Regions from separate parts of the Mus musculus genome. Here regions 1, 2 and 3 are each linked to region 4. Evidence: chromatin contacts called from public Hi-C and promoter capture Hi-C data. All regions are on one chromosome and are shown on one strand. The core of a region is the stretch at or near the end of the contact, and the rest is flanking DNA. Distances in the headings are between cores, read along the strand shown. Region 1 has its middle 57 kb from the start of Cyp2d40. Region 2 has its middle 16 kb from the start of Cyp2d40. Region 3 holds the start of Cyp2d26 (cytochrome P450, family 2, subfamily d, polypeptide 26). Region 4 has its middle 16 kb from the start of Cyp2d10.

Region 1 (3,173 bases), core at 560-3,059, 280 kb after region 4:
GATGCAGGTAAAAGTCAGAATATTGTCCACATCCATCACCCACCAGCCTGGACAGTGAAGGCATCACAGATGTGGCCAGCCTTCTCCATCACACACTGTTCCAGTGATTTCTTGCCCAGGCTGAAGTTACACAGGATAGACACAGAACCTCTGCTCTCGCCACTCACACCCTTAAGGTGCAAGGATCACACCTGCAGGTACGTCTATGTGTAACCAAGAATATCTGGGTGTGCTGCCCTCTCCCCCCTTCATTTCTCTTCTCTTCTGGGATCAGTGTCCCCCATAATCTCACACATTCCTCCCAAACACATCTCTACCATACTCGAGCATGATAAGGAGGGCCAATTGGATTTCAGTGGTTTTTTAAAAATCTTATCTAAATTACCTCCTGCATTATGCCCTGATCTTCTTCTGCTCAGTTTCCCATGTCTGGTTATGATCCCATCTCTGCTCCCAACACAGCGTTTTGCCTTTAGTTTTGGGCCCACAGACTATGTGATGAAAGATGGGTATTTCAGGCCACTCAGCAGTGCCCTCTCCACAGGACACCAGCAAATTCCCCCACCGCATTCAGTCCCTTGATCACGACCACAGGCTTGCTGATCATCTGCAGGCTGAACACATCACCACACCAATTTTGAAGCTGAAGTACAGGGACAGAGAACATAGGAATTAGAGGTCCCCAAAGGTCATGCAACCAGGCTCACTTAGCAAACATGGGCAAGGTGTGGAGTGTGCACATGTGGGTTCCAGTGTGTGTGCGTGCGTGCGTGCGTGCGTGCGTGCGTGCGTGCGTGTGTGTGTGTGTGTGTGTGTGTGTGTGTGTGTGTGTGTGTGGTTGTCTTGGTTGTTACTGAACTTTCGTTCTCATATATCCTGGGAAGATGATCTTACCTAAGCTCCATTCCTAGGATGAGGATGCCTACCACTGTGGCACCTTATATTTTAAGTTCAGCAAAGGAATCACTGTAGATATGACATACCAGGAGTGGCCTTACAAGAGCCAGAAAACTGTCTTGGAGTCCCTTAGCATTTCATCCCACATGAAAAATCTCTGGTTTTTTGAGATGGGGAGTGAGGCCAAAGAGCTCAAAGCAGACAAGAGGTTCAGGCTACCACAAGCCCTCTCTCCACTCAGTGTCCTGACTGACATGGTGGACTAGACTTTGCACCATGGTAAGGCCTCATCTTTGACCGGATCAAAGGGACTTGGGACCTCTATGACTGCTACACTGTCAAACCAGCCTGAAGCCTGTTGTCACATCCTGCTTTACCTCATGGACTTTGACCCACAAAATTTTTGCCCTAAAAATTCCCAATGCATGCCACAAAAGAAATTTCTAAGCCTGTGCTCGCAAGGGGGCCCAGATTCCTGTCTGACCTGTGGCTCAACTCCCACAATGTGCTGCAACAACTACCATAAACTCAGTTACCATCCATCACTAAGTTACTAACCTTGTATAAGTTGTATGTCATGTTATGTAGGTCTGCCTGCAGCAGGTTACCCAGCACAAGCCATGGCACGGGGCCCGGTGGGTAGCGAGACGTCCAGCATTGGAGCCTGTGCATCAGGTTCACCAGTAATATCAAGATGACAGTGAATATGGCCACAGGACAATCCAAGTCAGCAGCTCTATAGGTGCCCTGCTGCTGCTCAGAGTTCCTAGAGACCAAAGAACAACACTCAACATAACACCTAGGATCAGGAAGCCCCAAGCTTGGATCCTGAAGCCTTATAAAGGAGTGCCAGGGTTGCCCTTTGTCCTCTGTCTCCAGTTCCAATCCTCTGTTTTGTTTGGCCAAGGGTAGGGGGGACAGTGATATTTACTCCCTCCCACGAACTGGGCATGCTGGGCTGAGCATGGTCGAACATGTCCAGTAGACTTCTTCAAGATCGATGATCTGATCATTGTGTGCAAACAAACATCTTGTATGCAAAGTTTGAGAACATTGCCTCAGAGAGGAATGAGACCTAGTCTTTCACAGTGCATTTTTTATCAGGGCATGAAGGATGACTGGCATTCAGTCAATGGCTTTTATAGGTTTGTGAGCAGTGGGAAACTGTCTCCTCCTATAGGTGAGGGAATGGTAATAGCGGAACGTAGGAAATATACCTGTGGGTTAAGTGATGGCCAGTGGGGGAAGGCAACTGGAGCATGTGCCATATTCAGTACAGGTGTGTGGTCATCTAGTTGATCAGGGAGCCAAATGTACAACACGAGATTTCTCAGACCCAGTCAGAGGGAGCTGAGAAATGATCTGAGAATATTGGGAGGGGCACCAAGTTGGTACAGGGACTTGTCACATGCTGGTCTCTGCCTCTGATTCACCTTCTGTTTCTTGGTGGGTCAATGTCTCCCGGCAACAGTCTTTCACATGGATAGGTAGGGGAGCTATTTTCTCATATCAGAGGCCTATGGTCAGAGCCAACAGCAATGAGGAAAACAGAAAGATGACTCCTGAACCTTCTTGTTTGCCCAGCTGGGCACTGCTGGGCATGGATCATGCCAACTCAGCATTCACTAGGGTCAGGGAAGGCTCAGTCCCTGTCCTTGTTGGATCCAGACCTCTGAAGATCAAAGGCTTAGAAGTCCCAGTGGAATCCAGGCAGGCTCTCTCTGCTGCACCTTCAGAGTGGCAGAATGGAGGCAGAGGCTGAGCAGAGACCATGCCATGCAGCCCAACAGCAGAGACTACACATAGGTCTCCTCCTCTCTGCCAAAGATGTCACATCTGCAATGTCCACCTTTGTGTCACTGGAGCCTGTGGGTGATTCCATGCTCACTGCTGGTCTGAAGCCTCCATGTCTTCTTCCTCTTCCTGTCCTCAATTCTTGGCCCTGCCCAAGGAGTTCCCTAGAATGGTACCATAGGTTAGGACAGAGACAAGTGTCTTTCTCAAGAACCAAGTTGGCCTGAAAGGAAGCCTGCATGGTTGGCAGGACACCAGCATGGATCATCGTCAGAATGGGGATTAGCGAGGTAACTTGCTCAGGTCACTGAAAGACTCAAGATGCTGGGTCCTTCCCGGTTTGCTCCAGGACCCTTTCAGCGCAACTTCTGGTGCCTGATGATTAAACCTGCATGCCAGTGCTAGGACAAGATGTTCAGCCTCTTATCTCTACCTGTCTGTGTCATACATGAAATTATCAAAGAGAAGCAGCAATACTTACT
Region 2 (3,385 bases), core at 145-2,644, 320 kb after region 4:
TCAGGTCGCAAGACATACAACCTGAGATTTCTCAAACTCCGCCTGAGGAAGCTGAGAAATGGTCTGAGAATCTTGAGTGGCTACTATATTGGGCCAGGTTCTTGTCACATGCTGGCCTCTGTCTCTTATTCATCCTTTGGTTCTTGGTGGTTCGATCTCTCCTGCAAAAATCTTCCACAAGGACATAGGTAAGGCAGATTTCTCTTCAGTCCAGAAGCCTGTGGTCAGTCTGAGTTGCTTTGAGGAAAACAAAAAGATGACTCCTGAATCTTCCAACAGATTGTGCTTGTGTGCTGGGCACTGCTGTGCCACAGCACGTGCCAGCTCACCATTCACTAGGTTTAGCAAAGGCTCAGTCCCTGTTCTTGTTGGATCCAGACCTCTGAAGATCACAGGCTGAAAAGTCCTATTGGAATTCAGTCAGACTCTCTATGCTGCACCTTCAGTGTGGCAGAAAGGAGGCAAGGGCTGAGCTAAGACCACACCATGCAGCCCCACAGCACGAACTACACATGGGTCCCCCTCCTCTTTGCTGATCATGCCTCCCCTGCACTGACCACCTCTGTGGCAATGGAGCCTGTGGATGACTCCATGTTTATTGCTGTCCTGAAGCCTCTAATCCTGCTCCCACTTCCTGTCCATGATTCTTGCCCCTGTCCAGAGTAGTTCCCTAGAATGGCAACATAGCTTGGGACAGAGAAGTGTCTTTCTCAGGTCCCAATTTGGCCTGAAAGGAGAACTGCATGGCAGTCAGGACACCAGCATGCATCATGGCCAGAAAGGCGACTAGGGAGAAAACTTGCTGAGGTCACTGACAGACTCAGGCTGCTGGGTTCCTCCTGATTTCCTCCAGGACCCTTTCATTGTATGTTCTGGTGACTGATGCTTACACCTGCATGTCAGTGCTGGGACAACATGTTCAGCCTCTCATCTCTACATGTCTGTGTCATCTATGACATTAGCAAAGAGAAGCAGAGGTGATGACTGTGTGCTGGCCCCAGTGCAGTATGGGTTGACTCAGGCTGTATTTTCCTGCATGAAGTAAGTGAGCTCTAGTGAGGTAAGAGCATAGACAGGAGAGGGATCTAACATACTGTATGCTGTAATGGGTTTCCTCTCTTGTCTCCTGCTCTTGGGAGAGGACCTGGATGCTCTGCCTACCTTCTTCCTGATGGCACTGTTCATTCCCCTTCAGCCTCTGTCCATGACCTCTCACCCATGTGAACAACTGTGGTCTGTCAGGGTCATGTGACTTTAGGGGTCCTGGGGTTTGGATATTCATAGCAGTAGCACAGGTGTGGCATGTCCACAACAGGATGCTGAGTTCTGGATATTGTAGTCAGTGGGTCTCCCAGGTTTGTAATTCTCTGCAGTCATGTGTACAGATAATTGATTGCTGTCCTTTGGACTCTCTGGAAGAGGACAGATGGATCCTGGGCACATCTCTCCTGGACTCTGTCCTGTGCACTGTTTGTTTCCCTTTCTTGCCTTTGATCTGTCTCGTTTCACTGAAATGATGACCAAAGTGAGTTTAAGAGCCATCTCTAGGTCTTCTTTCTTCTCCTAAGCATTCTCAGAAGTAGGAAGTTACTCAGTAGGATGATTGTGACTCTTGCATGAAGACTTGGGAAAGCTTAGTTTGTCCAAAGGATGGCCAGGTTGGCTAGTGTTGGTTAGGATTTCATCTCAGAATGGATACTGTATCCCTCATGGTTTGAGGCCACAGTAAGACTGTGGTCCATTACCATGGTCTATTACCTATGAAATCTCAAACCAAGGATCAATGCTTCAGATAATTCACTTGGTATAAAACAAAATGGAAGTATTCAGAATCAACCTCATAGGCAATTCTGGGAGGAGTATTTTGTGTATTTCTAAAATGTACACAAAGAGAACTGCTGAGCAGGATCATGACACTGCACCAACCTCCATTTCCACCTCCCATGCTGAAGAAGTAGTTGGGGTTTGTAAAAACTGTTCTCAGATCCAAATAGAATTCTGGTCATTATGAACATAGTCTGATTGGCCCAAGCATCAAAAAACTAAAGCCAAACTGGGTTTTTGTAATAGGTAAAAACGTTCATGTCAAAGGTTACTTCCTAGCTGCTGGGTAAACAGGCTGCAACTCAGCCCAACATTCTGGGCTTTTGCTTTTGGAGCCACATAGTAGAAGGATTGCTCTAATTCCTTATGGTTAACAAATTCCCTCTTACCTCAGCAAACACACATGGAACACACACCCACACACACCTAGATGAAAAAAATACCAAATATTCTTTAAAAGGATTAATGTCAAAAGAGGAAAACAAACAAACCACGGGAGGAAGAAAACAATGCCAAACCAGAGGTCAAACAAGACAGTAAGAGTCAGAAATAAAATCATATATCAGGTATCTGTAGCAAGCATATAAGCAATGCTCACTGCCATTTATTATTAGGATAAGAATGCTATTACCTCACTTTGTGGTTAGATGAAAACAGCTCTGGAAACACAGGCTTCCAAGGGGCAGAGCTTGCAGAGCCTTTTGCATTCTTCATAGACTGTCAATTGACACTGAGGATAACAATACAGGAATTCCTCAACCAAACTACTAATGATATCAGCCAGGAGTTCCCCTTTGAGAATGCATACAGAGCCGGGCGTGGTGGCACATGCCTTTAATCCCAGAACTTGGGAGGCAGAGGCAGGTGGATTTCTGAGTTCGAGGACAGCCAGGGCTATACACAGAAACCCTGTCTGGAAAAACAAAAAACAAAAAAGAGAGAATGCATACAGAAGGAAAAGGAGGCTCCCAGAAGGGTCATTGGATATCTATGCCCACAGCTACATGGTTCAAAGGTGTCCAATGACAGAGTGGCAAACAAAAAAGGTACAGTAGTGGTCTTCTTTTCCATGGTACCATGCTCCAAGACCACTCTAAGATGACTAATAGAACTGAACCTCAAAGTATGCTGTAGCTTTTCCTATGGGGCTAAAGGAACATGTGACTTAGGTAGGGTTTTACTGCTGTGAACAGACACCGTGACCAAGGCAACTCTTATAAGGAATAATGTTTAATTGGGGCTACCTTACACGTTCAGAGGTGTAGTCCATTATCATTAAGAGGGGAACATGGGAGTGTCTGGGCAGGCATGCTGCAGGTAGACCTGAGAGTTCTACATCTTTATCATAAGGCTCCTAGAAGACTACTGGCTCCCAGTCAGCTAGTGTGAGGGTCTTAATGCCCACACCCACAGTGACATACCTAGTCTAACAGGGCCACACCTTTTAATAGTGCCATTTCCTGGTCTATGCATATAAAAACCATAACATTTCACTCCCTAAACCCCACAAGCTTTTTCCATCAAATGAGCCTACCGGGGCCATACCTAAACATCGCACAAT
Region 3 (3,508 bases), core at 276-2,775, 370 kb after region 4:
TGAAAGCATCGCAGAGGTGGCCAGCCTCCTCTGTCACCCACTGCTCCAGTGATTTCTTGCCCAGGCCGAAGTCACGCAGGGTAGACACAGAAAATCGCCGCTGCTCTCGCCACTCGGGCCCGTAAGGTGCAAGGATCACACCTGCAGACATATCTGTGTGTAACTGAGGGCACCTAGCTATGTGGTCTCTTCTGTTCCCAACATTTCTCTGTGGTCAGTCTTAGCAGTCAGTGCCCAGCACTTTTCTAGCACATATTGGCACCTTGCATTCCTTAGGCTCCACCCTCCACCCCAGTGTTTTTCCCTTGCCTTGCCGGACCACATCATCTCCATTAGGTCTGTCTATCTTCTGCTCACCCCTCTCAAGCCCTACTCTCCCTGCCTTGCCCCCACTATAGAGCTTTGCCTTTTGATTTGTGCCCATAGCCTATGTGATTATAGATGGGCATTAGGGGGCGGTCAGAAGTGTCCTCTCCATAGGTCACCAGCAGTTCCCGCACTGCCTTCAGTCCGTTGACCACAACCACGGGCTTCCAGGCCATCTGTAGGCTGAACACATTGCCATAGCGGTTTTGAAGCTGAAATAGGACAGAGCACATAGGAAGTAGAGGTTTCCAGCAGAGTGGAAGATCAATACTCTTCATACAAGTCTCTGCTTCTCTCTCTCTCTCTCTCTCTCTCTCTCTCTCTCTCTCTCTCTCTCTCTCTGTGTGTGTGTGTGTGTGTGTGTGTGTGTGTGTGTGTGTGTGTCTGTGTCTGTGTCTGTGTCTGTGTCTGTGTCTGTGTCTGTGTCTGTGTCTGTGTCTGTGTCTGTACATACACATATATAGAACTTATTGAACCTTGTTCCTGACATATGCTGGGCAAATGCTCTATCACAGGCCTACATCCCTAGCCTATGGTTGGGGCACCTTGTTGCTTGGCAACCATATCTTCTCAATTTAACAAAGACCTCACAGCAAATATTATCATTCAGCTGTGACTCAGCCTGAACAAGATCCTTGGGTCCCTTCATACTCCACCATACAAGAAAAAATTCAGGTTCCTAAGATAGGCAGCGAGGCCTGAGACCACACAACAGGAAGAGACTATTACACACACACACACACACACACACACACACACACACACACTCCACTTTGTTTTCCCAACAACTCTTTTTTTCTCTTGGGGGCCATCTTCCTGTCTTTCCAGTGGCTTCAACACCTCCACGTGCTGCCTGGGTCACTCTGACTTCTTCTGTCCTCCACCACCACCTCTCTCACCTTGTAAAAGCTGTATGGTATGTTCTCGAAGTCCACCTGCAGCAGGTTTCCCAGCCCAGGGAATGGCACAGGGCCTGGTGGGTAGCAGGCAGTCCAGCGCTGGCGCCGGTGCACCAGGTCCACCAGAAGCAGGAAGATGGCTGTGAATATGACCACAGCCCATAAGTCATCTCCAACCAGCAGCCCCATGGCTGCCCTACTGCTTCCAGGCTTTTGAAGGAATACTCGTTCCAGAAACTTAGAATCAGGAAAGATCCTCTTATGATGGACTGGGAACCTGGTCCCTTATAAAGAGGGAGGAGGGGAAGGCTGCACTTTGTTCTCTGCCTTGAGCCAAGTAGCTGTGTTAATTAATGTTCAAACAGAGCCTATATGGGGGAAGGGGGTGTCAGAAAAATCAAGGGAAAGTCAACATCAGAGGTTCCTGCCCTTTCTTCTTTCCTGTGGTGCTTATCCAGGGGAGTGGCACTGATAGCTCCACAGAGAATTGCATAGTGGTTATATTGGGTTGGACACTGTAAGCACAGCGGGCACGTAGCCATGGACCCTGCCTCAGGGTGCAACGGTCATAGACTAATTTGCCACATGACCAGAGATCCGAGGGGACCGAAGACATTGTCTCAGAATGGAACAAGGCCTTTTGGAGGCTTCAGGGAACACTTGGCTAGTAGGATATGAGGTCTGACTGACACTATCAGTGGGCACTATCACTATGCAGCAATGGCCACTGAAGTGGCTTATGTGGCTAGCAGATGAGGGTGAGGGAGAGGCAGTGTAAGGAAGGAGGCTCCAGCCTGTGGAGCCTTGAGCACAGGTAGGAGGTCATTCAACTCTCAAGGAAGGCCAAATTCAAAACCTGGGGACTTCTTAGCTCTCACCCGAGAAAGCTGAAAGGCTGTCACCAACTGTCAATAGAATTCTGGGGAGGCCAGCTAGATGTCCATGTAGTTGTCACATGGGGACCACTATCTAATTTTATTCACTCTTGGCTTTTTGTTAGGTCAAGCCCTGTGCTAACAATCATCTTAAGAGGGATGGAGAGATGTCTTCCTCGTGTTACATGGGCGGTGTTTTTGAGATATTTGTGAATACTGCCAAACATGGGGGGATGGGGGGTAAGACCATCCTGGAGGCTCAAGGAGCACATTATTGTTAGGACACAAGTAACTTGCAGGTACTGCAAGACACAGCACCCGGCTATGACAGCAAGTGCCACTGTCTGGTTTTTGTGATGAGAGGCAGTGGGAAGAAGGGGGCTGCAGCTCCTGGAGTCTTGTGTTCAGCTTTGAGGTTACTTACTGGGTTGATTGGAGAGGCCAGACTCAGAACCTGGAAGCATCTTAGGTCAGATCTGAGAAAGCTGAGAAACTGTCAACAGTTGTTGAGAGTCCCAGAGGCCTGTAGGTTGGACCAAGTACTTATCACATGGTGGCCTCTGTCTCTTTTTCACCCTTGGTTTCTTGGTGGGTCAGTTGTTCCCCTGACAGTCTTCTACATGGATATAGGTAAAGCAGACCTTGTGCCAGAGGTCTGTGGGCTGGGTGGGGTAAAGGGTCCCTCCCCACACCCACACCCACACCCGTCTCGATGCATGTTCCTGCCTATTCCTTTTGGCCCTGCCCAGCTGAGTTATGGTACGGTAAGTCAGGAGCCAACACAGGTCATGGGTGGGAGATGGGAGGCAACTGAGACGCAGTTACTGAGAAGCTGAGGCAGGTAGGTTTCTTCTGGGATGACTGTGACTCTTGAGTGTCACCTTTGGAAAGCTTAGTTGGGGCAAAGCTTGGCCAGAGGTTGGCTAGTGTTGGTTACCCTTTCATTCCCGGATGCTTACTGTACCCCTCATGGTGTGAGGCACAGCAGGACTGTGGTCCATTAGCATAGGCTGTTACCTATGAAATCTCAAACCACAGAAACAATGCTTGAGATGATGCATGTAAAGAAATGTAAAATATTGAGAATATCCTGGATATTTTCTTTATTCCTAAAGTGCACACAAAGGGGACTGCTGAGCAGGATCATGACACTGACCAACCTCCATTTCCACCTCCCACACTGAAAAAGTATTTGCAGTCGGCAAAACTGTTCTGAGACCTAGATAAGGGCCTGTGACTTTTAGTCACAAAGAACATAGTCCAAGGGGTTGGGGTGCAGGGCAATGCCTGGCAATCACTGAATCAGGTTCCCCTGTGGCACTGTTTACTTGTGAGTGGGGCAGGGTCATCAGCCTCATGAAAATCTGA
Region 4 (3,340 bases), core at 301-2,800:
ATGTAGGCCTGGTGTACCATCTCTGTTCACCACACATGCTCTATGACCTTGTCAATTTCCTGTTGCATTCTTTCTGGAAGGACAGAATGACTTCAGCTAAGGAGCCCTAGGGGGTTTCCTTTGTCTCTCCACTACCTCTCTGATAAAGGCTGAGTCCATGGGAGATATATGGCCATCGTCCTTACTAGAGTCTGGCTTAAACTATTGCTGGGAGTTGCAAGTGTCCCAAGGAATCTTAAGGAGTGTGCCTCTACCCTCTTCCTCCTTTCATTCTAGCCCCAGTCAGGCTTACGCTGCACGTCCGGATTCAGGATTGTGAGTAGAAGGCCCCAGGTCAGAGTGACTGAACTCGCCACAATCCCAGTCCCAAACTGGTCAAGGACAACCAGAGATAGATTTGCATCATTGAAGCTACTCTCAAGGTTCCCCTTGGCCTAGGACACAGCAGGACAGCAGACTCTGTAGAGACTGGAATGCCCCATAATACCCTCCCAGTGACTTCAGGTGGTTACACTTCAGTGTCACTGGGTTAGTCACAGCACAATGGACACCACATCCCATAGTCTCTCACCTTCTCCCTCTCAGCCGAAAAGGCATCAGTCAGGGTACGAGGTAGCTGGTCAGGGTCCCAGGTCCCCTTGTGCTCAGTCACCAGCTTACCCACAATGGTGAGAAATGTCAATCACCCAGGGAAGACTTTGTCAGCCAACCCTGGGATGCTCAGGAGAATTTGGAATGTGTTCAGAACCTTTAACAGCCATAAAATATGCTTGGCTTTCCTGCTTCCTTTAATGAGCTGAGTAAATAAGATTTCTAGTAATAATATTCATTATTACTCCAATGTGTGTTGTGTATGCATGATGTGAGGAGAGCTATGGCCACAATAATGATGTTGAGGTTTGGGTTAAGCACACACAGTTAGTTCTCACCTTACTACATGGGTTGAGAAATGAAACTCAAGCACCATGCTTGCCAGGCAAGCTCCTTTACCCTCTGACCATTTCTCTGGCTCCTGTTGTGCATCCCCAGGTATGTTTGTGCAGGTGTGTGTGTGTGTGTGTGTGTGTGTGTGTGTGTGTGTGTGTGTGTGTCTGAGTGTCTTGCTCAGTGTTGTTCTCATATATCCTGGGAAAATGTTCTTAACAAGCTAAATCCCCAGCCTGATGATGCCTATTACCGTGGCATCTTATGTGTTAAGTTCATCAAAGGAATCACAGTAGATTTGACATCCCAGCTGTGACCTGGCAAGAGCCAGAAAACTGTCCTGGGCCCCCTTAGCATTTCATCACACATGAAAAAATTCTGGTTCCTTGACATGGGCAGTGCTGCCAGATAGGGACAGCAAAAAGAGATCCAAGCATCCATCCACAGCCCCTCTCTCCACTCAGTGCTGTGACTGACATGGTGCACTAGACTTTGCACCATGACTTGTCCTTGACAGCATCATACGGGACTTGATACTTGGCTGCTGCTTGCTCAAACTAGCCTGAACCCTGTTGTCACAACCAGATTTACCTCCTAAACTTTGATCCTCAAATCCTTTGCTCTAGAACGTTCCAGTGGATGTCAACAAAATTTGCTAAGCCTGTCTCCTGTTGGGGCTCAGATCCCTGTCTGACCTGTGGACTGACCTCCATTATGTGCTGCTACAGATATGATAACCTCAGTTACTAACCACCACTAAGTCATTCGCCTTGCACAGGCTGTGTGGCATGCTATGTAGGTCCACCTGCAGCAGGTTACGCTGCAAAGTCCATAGCACAGTGCCAGGTAGGTAGCAAGAAGTGCAGCACTTTTGCTGGTGCATCAGGTCCTGCAGTAATATGAAGATGACAGTCAATATGGCCACAGGCCACAAGCTAGTCCCAGTCAGCAGCTCCATAGCTGCCTCACTGCTGCCCAGGCTTCTTACAGACTAATGACAAACACTTAATATAACACCTAGGATCAGGAAGCCCCAAGCCTGGACACTGTCACCATATCAAAGAGTGCCAAGGTTGCCATTTGACCTCTGCTCCCAGCCACAATCCTGTTTTTGTTTGGCCAAGTGTTGGGAGGGGCCAGTGATGTTTAGTCTCTCCCAGGAGCTGATCATGCTTGCCTGAGCATGGTAGGTACACGACCAGTAGACCTCTCCTTCAAGATCGATGATCTGATTATTGTGTGCAAACAAACACCCTGTATGCTAAACTTGCAAAACTTTGGCGGGCTTGAGAACATTGCCTCACAGAGGAATGAGACCTAGTCCTTCATGGAGCACTTTGTTGGTAGGACATGAGGGATGACTGGCACCCAATTAATGGCTTCTGTGGGTGTGGGAGCAGTGGGAGGCTGTTTTCTGCAGTTGAGGGAAAGAGGCAGGAGCCACTATGGAGAGGGAATGGCAATAGGGGAAGAGAATTAGAGTAATGGTGGGTAAGTGAAGGCCAGTGAGTGAGGCAGCTGGAGCATGTGCCATCTTCATTACAGGTCTGTGCTCATCCAGTTGATCAGGTGGCAAGAAATACAACATGAGATTTCTCATACCCAGTCTATAGAAGCTGAAAATGGTCTGAGAATCTAGGGGTGCCACTAAGTTGGTTCAGGGACTTGTCACAATTTGGCCTCTGTCTCTTATTCACCCTTCATTTATTGGTCATTCATTCTCTCTTGTTAATAGTCTTCCACATGGGCATAGGTAAGGCAGATTTCTCTTCGGGCCAGAGGACTGTGGTCCATAGTGGTCCCCCTTTTCCATGGCACCAAGTTCTAAGACCACTCTAAGATGAAAGATAGTACTAAACTACAAAACATGGTGTAGGTTTTTCTGTGTTGGTGAAGGGAGTATACATGTGTCTTAGGATTTTACTGCTGTGAACAGACACCATGACCAAGGCAACTCATATAAGGAACAACATTTACTTGGGGCTGCCTTACTGGTTCAGAGGGTGTCTTAGGGTTTCTATTCCTGCACAAACATCATGACCAAGAAGCAGTTGGGGAGGAAAGGATTTATTCAGCTTACACTTCCACATTGCTGTTCATCACCAAGGAAGTCAGGACTGGAACTCAAGCAGGTCAGGAAGCAGGAGCTGATGCAGAGGCCATGGAGGGATGTTACTTACTGGCTTGCTTTCCCTGGCTTGCTCAGGTTGCTTTCTTATAGAACCCAAGACTACCAGCCCAGAGCTGGTACCACCTACAAGGGGCCCTTCCCCCTTGATCACTAATTGAGAAAATGCCCCACAGCTGGATCTCATGGAGGCACTTCCCCAACTGAAGCTCCTTTCTCTGTGATAACTCCAGCCTGTGTCAAGTTGACACAAAAAACCAGCCAGTACAGAGGGTTAGTCCATTATCA

The links. Promoter capture Hi-C pulls out the DNA fragments that hold promoters and counts their contacts. Hi-C and Micro-C count contacts between places; a contact is called where the count stands out from the background.
Region 1: a contact with region 4 is called in a Hi-C map of liver, with 2.5 times the contacts expected there. The contact joins two enhancer-like sites. A contact is called at or near these places in 2 of 39 promoter capture datasets (cranial neural crest and neural stem cells), 1 of 484 Hi-C or Micro-C datasets (liver) and 1 of 115 datasets of contacts at active chromatin or transcription factors (kidney).
Region 2: a contact with region 4 is called in a Hi-C map of liver, with 3 times the contacts expected there. The contact joins two enhancer-like sites. A contact is called at or near these places in 2 of 484 Hi-C or Micro-C datasets (liver and nephron progenitors).
Region 3: a promoter capture Hi-C map of liver shows a contact between it and region 4, with 3 times the contacts expected there. The contact joins the promoter of Cyp2d26 here to the enhancer-like site in region 4. A contact is called at or near these places in 21 of 39 promoter capture datasets (the 3T3-L1 cell line, 3T3-L1-derived adipocytes, the C10 cell line and 12 more), 4 of 484 Hi-C or Micro-C datasets (the G1E-ER4 cell line, liver, myocytes and 1 more) and 2 of 9 other capture datasets (adipose tissue and embryonic stem cells).

Annotation. Positions count from the first base shown.
Region 1 is chr15:82,705,657-82,708,829 of GRCm38.p6, forward strand. It overlaps the pseudogene Cyp2d38-ps. Among named protein-coding and RNA genes, the nearest start is that of Cyp2d40, 57 kb to the right of the region's middle. Within about 2 kb of position 1,810, at least 2 of the 459 cell types and tissues checked have an H3K27ac peak or open chromatin away from gene starts, as enhancers often do. A contact at or near this core is called in liver, where this site is marked.
Region 2 is chr15:82,746,272-82,749,656 of GRCm38.p6, forward strand. No RefSeq gene overlaps it. Among named protein-coding and RNA genes, the nearest start is that of Cyp2d40, 16 kb to the right of the region's middle. Within about 2 kb of position 1,395, at least 3 of the 459 cell types and tissues checked have an H3K27ac peak or open chromatin away from gene starts, as enhancers often do. A contact at or near this core is called in liver, where this site is marked.
Region 3 is chr15:82,792,720-82,796,227 of GRCm38.p6, forward strand. It overlaps Cyp2d26 (cytochrome P450, family 2, subfamily d, polypeptide 26), which reads right to left and starts at 1,526. Exons shown (of 9, transcript NM_029562.2): 1 at 1,266-1,526; 2 at 407-578; 3 at 1-141. The coding sequence starts at 1,454.
Region 4 is chr15:82,421,566-82,424,905 of GRCm38.p6, forward strand. It overlaps the pseudogene Gm19267. Among named protein-coding and RNA genes, the nearest start is that of Cyp2d10, 16 kb to the left of the region's middle. Within about 2 kb of position 1,551, at least 3 of the 459 cell types and tissues checked have an H3K27ac peak or open chromatin away from gene starts, as enhancers often do. A contact at or near this core is called in liver, where this site is marked.